2 separate regions of the Acanthopagrus latus genome follow, and region 1 is linked to region 2. The links are chromatin contacts, called in public Hi-C maps. All regions are on one chromosome and are shown on one strand. Each heading gives the region's core, a stretch centred on a gene start, on an enhancer-like site or on the middle of the called end of the contact. The rest is flanking DNA. Distances are from core to core; before and after follow the strand shown. Region 1 holds the start of ltc4s (leukotriene C4 synthase). Region 2 holds the start of LOC119007391 (diacylglycerol kinase theta).

Region 1 (5,605 bases), core at 1,691-4,190, 190 kb before region 2:
AGTATTTAGATTATTAACTTCAGTAAGGTACCAAGACTGTGATGTAAGAATACTTGTTGTGCAGGAGAAATAACAAAATAAAAGCACAGCAAGTTTAGCAGCAAAAATGTACTTTAAGTATTAAAGTTAAAATAAAAGATATGTTATTGCACTTAAATTGTTCAGAAAACATTTGACTGAATCATTTTTTATTAAATTTCACAGTGAGGAAGTTTAGTATCCAACCAGACTTCAGTCATCTTTTTTCCAATTTAACCACTTCGCAGTGAGACAGTCCCCTCTCATTTTCCCAGCATGCTTTCTTATTGTGTCTCAGATTTGATTTCTGTCTTTTTAAGTCTTTTAAGTGCTGAAAAAAAATGACAATTTGAAAATGCATGTTTTTGAGACGAGTGATTGAACTGTTTAGAGCAGCTTGAGTCTATGAAAATGATGCCAAGTGCTGCTTTCACTTTCATTTTCATATTATTACAACAATTGTCTTTTTATTTTTTATTTCTTTAGAAAAGTGCGCTGACACATAAATGTAAAGACCGGCAGAGAGCTGTGTTGCTTATTTCATTTGAACATCGTCCACTGTGAGCTGGTCGAGTCTCTGAAAATGAAATGCGCAAAGCTATTTTCACTCTTATTTCACTCTGCATTTTCATTTTTACTGCAACTCAAACAATGTCTTCTCAAAGGAAAATTAGCCTCATTGTTTACACTGCATTCAAATGATGTCTTATTATGGAAAAGCAGATGCAGTAATGAGGACGCTGCTTTGTTTATGTCATTTGAATACTGTCCACCACACACAGCATGTTCACTCTGAAAATGAAACATCTTTTCCATTTTCATTTTAATATCGCCACAGAACGCTGATTCAAGTGTGAAAATGAAAATGCTTATTGGGTTATTGCATTTTATCTTTTTTCTCAAATACACGTGGACAATCATAATGCTTTTGCTGAATTAGATTTTAATTTTCAAGTTTATCTTTGTATCATCTTAATAAAGTCTCTCACAGGCTTCCACAAAATTCCAGCCGTTGACATCAAGTGAGGCACTAAATAAACCTCATGAACAAATTATTCATTTTCATGTTATTTTAATCATTTTGTTGTTGTTTTTAAATAGAATCTATCAAACGAGACTGCAGGAACTTTAAAATGGGAGTTGGTTCTTTAGTTCTTTTTAAAGCTTTTTTATATCATAATAGAGTCTTGGACAGAACTTGAAATAAATACTGAAAAAATGTCATTATTTGCAGCTCTAGTTTAGACTTGTTATTCTTTTGAGCACTTGAAGAGAAAAAATCACTCTGATTAAACTGACTGAGCTCTGAAGACTCTCTCAAACTCCGGTGATCCAGATGTGGCAGGTGGAGACACCGAGTACTTCCTCCGGGCGTAGATCACCTGCAGAGAGAAATAGGCTGCGCACACACACACACACACACAATCAGAAATGAGCTGTGTATGGTTGCACACACAGGAGCAGAGCCGGCTGTAGAGTCTGAGAGCAGCAGGAAGGACCTGCGATACCTCTCACACTCACACGTAACCATGTCAGCATGGTTACTTTCTAAATATGAATAGAAGTGTAACACCAATCAAAGTTCACACTGTGTTAGAAGCAAATGCAAAGATGATTCATAAAAAGAACTCAGTGTAAATAACACAACATGAGCGTGGAGGCAGACAGGCTTATTATTATGTGAAGTTAACAAGATTAAACAGTAAAATAACTAAAAGTACAAACCAATGAGTGAAAACATTAAAATACATTTAAAACATCTAAAGACGAATTCATCTGGTCTCACAATTATTTTCAGGTCATCTATATAAACTCTACAGAGGATCCAACCAGACTTGAGTCATTTTTCATCTAATTCGCTCAGACTCCTCTCATATTTCCCAGCATGCCCCTTTCTTACCTTGCTCCAGGACGCCAAGCACGGTCACAGCGGCGAGGACGACCGTCTCCTCCATCATCGTCATCAGGTGAGACTAAAACGCACCTGAGCACTGACACACTGTCAGGAAATACTGACAGGTAACACATACACACAAAGAGGGAGAGAGCACGCCTGCATGGGGCGGGGCCAAAACACACTCACAGGTAACCAGGTTAATGAGTAACCAGTCGTCTCCTACAGCTGGACGTTCCAGGATCGTACTTTCAGTACTCACAACATAGATGAGCTAACACGGCGACTTTCACTACATGTAAATCTTACGCAACGTAAAGCTCCACATTTAAATTAAATTAATTTGATGCAGACTTATACATTAACTTTTTTAATTCAGTTGTCACATTTTTATCTAACATTAATATCTGATTCAAGTATTATACATGAAAGTGATGCAATTCAGTCTGGTTATTCTTTCTCCTATAATAAATGGCACATAAATTGATTATTTAATTTATTCACAACATGATAGAAAAACGTTGCTTTACTTAATCTTTACGGCGAACTTATGTAAAATAATTAGATGGAAGATTTAAATTCAATGAACAATTCTTAAAAAGTTGATGTTTGAAGTAAATTAATTCCTTTGAGTCTTTTACAGTTCATGAATGTTATTGATTAATTTATTCTTCAAGTCCTAGAATTCTTTTAAGGATAGTTCTGATTCCACATAATTAGACTCAAAATCTACAGATAGGTCTTTGGAAATGATACATATGTTAACGAGTAGTAAAACCGTGCCTCGTTAAGATGTTAAAGTATCTACAATTCACAAGAAAGAAGCAATGATTTCATAAAATTCACTTTATATTAAAGGGCCTTGAATTGAGCGCGTAAAGTCTATATAAAACCCCTTAATTATCCATTGTAAAACAGCAGTTACATTTAATTGGTGCATCATCTACAGCTAATAAATACACAATACATTACGTATTTATATTTAATACATTATACTTAATAAAGCAACAATAAAAAGCTTAGTAGAGGTTTAACAATAACAATAAGTTAAACTCAATTTAGTTTCAATGTCGTTATGAACTTTAAGAATTAAAGTCATTAATCTTATATCAAAGCTTTTAAGTGTAAATTAATGTGTTACAGTTAATGTACAAAGTGTAAGTCTAATAAACAGTTTAGTGATTTTATTACCATTTGCTACAAGGACTTTAATGAGAAGCGTTATCGAACAATTCCCCTCTCGTGTTTAATTTAGATATTAAGTTTTGGCCTGAACAAGAAACACTCAATACATTTACTGAATTTGCTGCATAAAACATTTTCTCTGCTCTTTTCCCATCAGTTTAATCTCATCATCATGTCAGAGGAAAACACACACAACAGACACACACCGACAACAAATTTGTTTCTAAAGAACTATATTTACATAATACTCTTGTTTTACAGAGAACCATATCAAAAGTATAAAATACTTACAAAAAATCCGCTGCAATATATAAAAATAACATCTATCTTCTCCAGATCCATAGGAAAGGCATACATACAAAAAATATATTTATAGACATTTACAACAGTTTAACCCAGAAGACCCCAAGAGGCCAAGCCGCAGACTGAAGATCCGTCAGGAGAGAACCAGAACCAGCCCCGAAGTTACATAACAAATAAAATACACAACAAACAGTACAGTAGATAGAACGACCGGGCCACAGATCTGCCTTAGAACAGGACTACCGGGTCACAGGTCCACCTTTAAAGAGGACCATCGGGTCACAGATCCGCTTTTTATACTGCAGACTGTCATCAGTCACACAGGTGAGTTACAGGTAAACAGAGCAGACGAGGACTTTAAAGATGAACATGTTGAGAACTTTAAACTTCAGTGTTTAAAAATCATCGTCTGATAGGACACGATGGCATTTAAAGGAACAGTTCACCCACTTCAGACAAAGTGCATGCTAACTCTGTTAGCTCAGCAGCTCTAGTGAAGCCTTCATCTTAATAAAGGTGTAAATCTGGTCTCAGATCAGGTTGTGATGTGTTCTCTCCTGCAGACTGTGATCACAGCAGATGAGCTGTATGGAGACATCTGATGTTTCTTTGGTTGTTTCTCTGTTTTAAATCAAGTCTTCAGCTACTTCAGTTGTTTAGCAGAATGCTGCAATTCTGTTGTACTGTGAAGCTCCAGAAATGTTCTGTGGACTACGACACTTCACCTGACTTTATATCATCAGGAGGAGGAGAGGAGGACTTTATATCATCAGGAGGAGGAGAGGAGGACTTTATATCATCAGGAGGAAGAGAGGAGGACTTTATATCATCAGGAGGAAGAGAGGAGGACTTTATATCATCAGGAGGAAGAGAGGAGGACTTTATATCATCAGGAGGAGGAGAGGAGAACATTATATCATCAGGAGGAGGAGAGGAGGACTTTATATCATCAGGAGGAGGAGAGGAGGACTTTATATCATCAGGAGGAAGAGAGGAGGACTTTATATCATCAGGAGGAGAAGAGGAGCACTGAGGTTAATGTTTGGGTGAACTGTTCCATTAAATCTGTATCATCTGCTGTCGTATGAGGAAACACGAGGATTTTTTGAATTTGGGAAATATTTAAGGCGCTGAAACACTGCATTACAAACATGTTTTATCTTCATGAGATGGAGAACTTTGAATTAAACTGCAGTCAAAGATTTAGAGATTTCAACTCTGCCCCCTCACTGCATCTGCTAATAACAGAGAGTCTGTGAAACAAAACCCAAACTTTTTGACACTTTAAACCTGTCAACATGTCTGCAAATGTCCAATTCAGGACCCTCACCGTCAGCTTCAACATCTATGGAGACAGGGTTTATTGGAGGAGCTGCTCCACCAGGAAGGCTTTCTTCAGGTTGAAGAAAATCAAGTTTCATGACAAGTGATTTATGAGCTACCAGCTGGGAATTCAGTTTTCCATTTTGTTTGGAAACTCAGAATGAACACATGCAACAGTCTGCTTTTAAAACTAAAACTTTATGAATTTTTATCACTTGTGTGTTTTGCTGTTCCTGTGCTGCATTTAGATTACATCTACAGCAAGATGTCAACTCATAAAAATGTCACGAAAACCTTGAAATACTGAAGAGAACTTTGTCGGCGGAGAAGAAGAGTTTAATGCTTCATCCCTTACTCAATGTCTTGGCTGTCAGAGGAGAGGAAAACTATGAGATCAGCTCAGTCTGACCCATTTACAGGTCAGGAATTTAAAGTTCACAGGCAGGACGTATTAATGATACATGACCGACATGATGCAGCACGAAGACTGAAGCATCGACTCTGTGGCCTCGTGCCAGTGCAGCGGGAGGAAGTGGAGCTCTGTCTTAGTTCAATGAGAGAACTCTTACATCTTAACATTTGCTGGTCAGTGTGCATGTTCTACAGTTACTTCTTGTACTGAAAACGTTTTGACTGATTGGTCTGAAGGAAAGAGAGAACAGGAGGATGTTTCAGTCTGGTGAACAGAGCGATATCTGCAGTGACTTGTTGGTGTTTATTTAAATAAAGATGTTATGGAAGATCCAGACATTGTGCAGATCATCCAGCTGACTCACTACTGAAATTATAGTTAGTTCTTGACTTCGACCTTAAATCACTTGCCACGACTGCAGATCATTTCCCTAAACAAAGTGTTGCATGTATTGTATTAGATATTTAAAT
Region 2 (5,368 bases), core at 2,049-4,548:
TTGCTGCCTTCAGATGAACTCAGGAGCTCCTGGACAGAAACACCACAAGATTTTGGTTTAAGCGATAGCATGGTGTCAGTGTGGGCAGCAGCTCTGAGGACACGAGGCTAACATTCAGCTAGCAGCAAGCTAACAAGTAGGTGACACACTGTAGGAAATGTAAAGGTTGAACAAATGTGACTATGTTTAGGGTCAATATCATATAAAATCGTCAAAGATAAAACTCTAGAACATAAACGACCTCACCCTCCACCTCTGAAACCATCACACACAGCTTACACTTACCTCCCCCACAGGCTGGAACATGACACTACATCCATGTTGTAATGAGTGCATTATGTGACACTGCACGTTGTGACATAAGCAGCGAGCTCCTTCCCAATCTCCCATCATGTCTCTGTTCCCACTCTTTAGCAGTCAGTGATTCAGCGAGCTAACTGTTGCTACACAAAGAGCAGCGATCGATTAATTGGTATTTTACTCATCTTTAACATGTCCAACCTCTGGATATGCTAACAGCAGCTAAATGCTGCTTCTAATTCCTTGTAACATTTGTTCAAGTCTTTTTGATGTTGGTTTTTTTACACTGTCATGTTCAAGTGTTAGTAAATGTTCAGGACAGCGCTGCTAACGTTAGCTTAAACTGAAGTGTAGCATCATCAAAATCACTCTGGATCATTCCCAGATAGTTATCATGATTATTAATTATGGTATGCTATCTATTGCCCATGGATGCAATGCTAGGTTATTATTGTTGATGGTATGCTAGTTAGCCAGACATGCTAACGATAGCCAGATACTGATGTTTAACTGTTTGGAGGTGTGTGGATGAATTGTGACTAATAAGGGTCGTTAGCAGCAGAGGTTCTGGTTCAATTTAAATAAATGCATTTAAAACACATCAGACACTAGAGTCAGTCTGATGATGCTCAGGGAATAAAATCAAGGGAGAAGATAGAAACCAGCTCAGCATCTCAGCTCAGCATCCCACTGTGTTTGTCGGGGTTATTTGTGTGATGTGAGAATTTTCAGATTTTCAGTCGATCTCGTAGTTTTGGTAAAGAGGCGTTCACTCAGGAGGCCATCAGGTGTTTTTAGATTTCATTTATTGACTTTATTTCCATCCTTTCACCTGTTTTCCTCTCCTGTGGCTCTTTATAGTGTTGTGTCAATGACTGTAAACTAATAAAAAACATTAGAGGCTAAAGACTTTCCACACTCACCTCCTAAATGCTGTCTGTAGCTGCAGCTGCCTGTCTGGCTCTCTGCTCTACAGTCTGTGTTTCGTGCGACTTCAGTCATGACTGTGTTTGGATCAGCTGACGGCTTTAAAGGTCAGAATTTAATTCATTTTTGGCAGTTGAGCAGAGAATCCAGCTGTGTTAAGTGACAGTCTGCAGCACCGCCTGGTGGTCAGGATGACACAACAGTAAATTAGCTGCTAAGTTCAGTCAAGATAGAGAACAATAACTGAGTAGAGAGAGCATCTGATTGGCAGGCAGGTGTTTCTCTGCAGAGGCCAGGAGTTTCAAAAATCACCATCTGTATGGAAGCCTAGAGAGATTAGTTTATTCAAAGGATTGATGTGAACTTGAAAATAAAAAAGGATCCAAAATTTCAACACCTGTTATTTTACAATAATAATTAGAATTTGCATTTTCTTTTTTCACAGACCTGTGTGATGCTCCATCAGAGTGAGAATAGAAAAGCTGTTTGATAATTAATTTCAGTCGACCTGGCCTGCTCCACAGTGGACAATATTCAAACGAAAAAACTGAGCTGCTCTCCAGGTTGTGGCATTTAACTTCACACACCAGCAAGCTCTGTAAGAGACAAAATGTTTGTTTTAAAACCCGTCACAGTTTGAATGAAGTGTTCACAACTGGACTGATGTGTGCCGGCTGTGACTAAAGAAATTCATTCATATTTATAAAACACATTTTGCAACATGTAAAGAGAGAAGATGGAGAACATTAATTGATCTGACAGTTTGATTTGCTCATTGTATCTTAATACAATGGAGTATATCACTGAATGAATTGAAGGAACTAAGTAAGAATATTAAGATTCTTATCTTTAATTAATGTAAAATAAAAAATCATGAAAATTGCTTTCTAAAAGTATTCTGTTACATCGTGAAAAACGTTTAAAACTGCTTCTCCTTTAGCTCCGTTCTACAGTGAAGCTTCATGATGCCTTGCTCAGAGGCACAGCAGCCGTTTCCAGTCCAGGCTGCAGACTGTGACTGTGGCCTTAATCAGTTTTACTGTCTTACACTGACATCTAGTGGTACCAAGCTGCCGGTACAACTGAGGCCACAAACACAGTCAGCACCACGAACAGCTTTGTTGCCAAGTTCTCACGTCCGAGGAGTTTAAAGGGACAGTTCACTCAAACATTAACCTCAGTCCTCTCCTCCTGGGGACAGTTGTTCAAAACTTTTAATCTGGATCAAAATGATCCAGATTTGGAAATCCCATTTTTTGCTCTTCAGGCTCAGGTAATCCGTCTTACTTTTATGATGGTTTTTCAAAGCAACATTGGATTGGATCACCCTGATCCAGATACACAGTTTTCAAGATTACCAAATCTGGATTACCAGTGCTCTAAACCATCGGACCGAATGGTATAATATTAGGAGATAGTGCCTATCCACTCCTACCATGGCTGAGGACTCCTTGTCTTGCAGCAACCACACCTGTACAGGCACACTTCAACACTGCTCACTGCAAAAGAAGATGTGCATTTGAGTGTTTAAATTGAGTTCTGAAGAGACACTTTGCATACCTTAACTACTTGCGTGTAGAACCACAGGGAGCATGCAACATAATACTTGCATGTATTGTCCTGCACAACATCGCTACCAGGCACAATGTCCCTCACTGTGATGATGTGTATGATGCACCTGAGCCTGCTGAAGAACCAGACCAACCTCTGGTGTTCTGTCAGAATGAGGGGCTGACTGGACGTGTAGTAGGGGATGCAGTTGCTAGAAATAATTTTGACAGGTTCATCTCTGATGATTGTTTCTTTGAAATTAATGTACAGTGATGAATGACAGAAATGGACAAATGGAATATATTATTTTTGTTTGTTATTGATATCTGTTTGAGGGGATTGTTTCATTCCTCCTCCTGATGATATAAAGTCCTCCTCTCCTCCTCCTGATGATAGAAAGTCCTCCTCTCCTCCTCCTGATGATATAAAGTCCTCCTCTCCTCCTCCTGATGATATAAAGTCCTCCTCTCCTCCTCCTGATGATATAAAGTCCTCCTCTCCTCCTCCTGATGATATAAAGTTCTCCTCTCCTCCTCCTGATGATATAAAGTCCTCCTTTCCTCCTCCTTTCCTCCTCATCTGCTGTGATCACAGTCTGCAGGAGAGAACACATCACAACCTGATCTGAGACCAGATTCACACCTTTATTAACATGAAGGCTTCACTAGAGCTGCTGTCGTCTGCTGACACCGGACCAAACGATCGTCATCTTTGTCCACAGGAGGCGCCAGAATCGACAAAAATTCAAGTTCCTCGTCACTTAAAGTAAAACTGTACATGTACTTCGCATATTGTTGAATTTTGTATAGTTATAAATCTATTTTCTACGTTGTATGTTTTCTGTGTTTGAAGCTTATACGATTGTAGATTGTAAAAGTAAATTATATATTTTACAAAAGAACGATGACAACGGAGACAATAAGAAGCTGAAATTGTCTTAACACGTCCAAAACATACATTTAAAAAAAGACAAGCTCAGTTTTTTTTCTAAAAACACAAATGTTGATGTCACGATGCTGCTTATTGATGTTGTGTTGTCACAGTTTGTGTTTTCTTCCACGTGTGAACAAAATACAAGCAAAGAAACATTTAACTTATTAAATTACTCTTCATTCTAAACATGTGTAATATGACAAATTGTTTCGAAAGAAAACAAAGTTCTGTTTTTGTTGTTTTTTCAATCAAATCACAATAAATTGAAGGAGCGTTATGTAGTTTTGTTGAAGAAATGTTCATGAGAAGAGAAAGATCCTCAGACAGAATCAAACTCTCTTCATGTCCATGACTGAATAGACTGAATCAACACACTGACCTTAAATTAGCTTTACTGTGTTTATATGTGGTGGACCCTGCCACCTTTCTAGCTTCGACCTTATTTTCCTGTGAGAGCAGGGGGTTTATTCACTTATTAGCTCATTATCATTGTAAATATCAAAACTTGAATTTCTGCTATAAACTCCACAGAGCTGCTTTATTCATAAATACACTCCAGACATGAGTAAGGTGATAAATTATTATTTAAGAAAACACAAAATATAAAGAAACAATGTAGTAATTTAAAAACAGGACCAGGCTCAGGGCGGATGTTTGAACACATCTCAGGATCTAAATACAGTTCATCCAAACAACAAACACCGAGGAAGGAGGTGAGTAAAGACAAAGAAGAAGGAAGGGGGGGAAAGGAGGAAGTTGATGGGGCAGAAGAACATGAAACATTCATTTACTGAGATTCAGCACAGTGATGAGGAGGGAGGAGAGAGGAGGGAAGGAATGAAGGAAGGAAGGAAAGAGACGAGGAGGGGGGAGGAGGAGGAGTAAATCAGTGTTGGAGACTCTGACGCGGAAGAAGAATTAGCCTCGGAGGAGGAAGAAGAAACCCAAAATGAAAGCTTCCTCTCCGGCTCACTTCACACTTGTTGAATAACGTTGAGCTCCAGCAGCCCCGCGGAGATCAACGTCCCCCCGCCGCCGGTCTGCGGAGTGTTTCTACCGGCTGTGGAGCTGCTCGATGCGGACAGACGAGCCCATCGTTACTGAAGCATTTGACTGAAATTATCGTCATTGATCCGTCTGACATCAGGCTGCCGCGGACACACTCAGCATCCAGCTTCACCGGCTCGATATTTCATCTTTTATTCATCGAGCTTCCCGAGCGTGCAGCTCCGGAAACACGCCGGAGCGCAGCGCCCTCTCCCTCGCGCGGCGCCGCTGGGTGGCACCGCTGTCTCTGGCGGAGGAGCTCTGATCTCGGCGTGGTGGACGGTCTCTCCGTGAGAGGACGACGTCGAGAGGCTTGGATACCGAGCTGCCTCGCCGGGAAACCTACTCTTTGTTAGAGGAAGGTGGATGCATCAATATTTCAGGAGTTTGATTTTTATCTTGTGAGGCGGCAAGGTTCAGGAGACGCGCCGGCCCCAGCGCCCTCTCTGCCGGGCAGCACCGCTGTGTGGCACCGCTGGGTCCGGCCGATGGGATGACTCTCCACCGGCGGTTACCGACGTCACATTTACCAGAAAACTAATCTCATTTGGATCAGAAACTCGTGACCTGGCAGCCTGTTCTGTACTTCTGGACCTGGATAATTAGCTTC

What was found. A called contact is a pair of places that touch in the nucleus more often than the background predicts.
Region 1: a Hi-C map of muscle shows a contact between it and region 2, with 6 times the contacts expected there. The contact joins the promoter of ltc4s here to the promoter of LOC119007391 in region 2. A contact is called at or near these places in 2 of 4 Hi-C or Micro-C datasets (liver and muscle).

The regions. Positions count from the first base shown.
Region 1 is chr18:1,951,459-1,957,063 of fAcaLat1.1, reverse strand. It overlaps ltc4s (leukotriene C4 synthase), which reads right to left and starts at 2,940. Exons shown (of 5, transcript XM_037077998.1): 1 at 1,919-2,940; 2 at 1,318-1,417. The coding sequence starts at 1,982. It overlaps maml1 (mastermind-like protein 1), which reads right to left. Exons shown (of 6, transcript XM_037076858.1): 6 at 4,903-5,605. LOC119007989 (a long non-coding RNA gene) reads left to right here. Exons shown (of 4, transcript XR_005071298.1): 4 at 505-1,071.
Region 2 is chr18:1,765,371-1,770,738 of fAcaLat1.1, reverse strand. LOC119007391 (diacylglycerol kinase theta) reads left to right here and starts at 3,298. Exons shown (of 24, transcript XR_005071119.1): 1 at 3,298-5,368.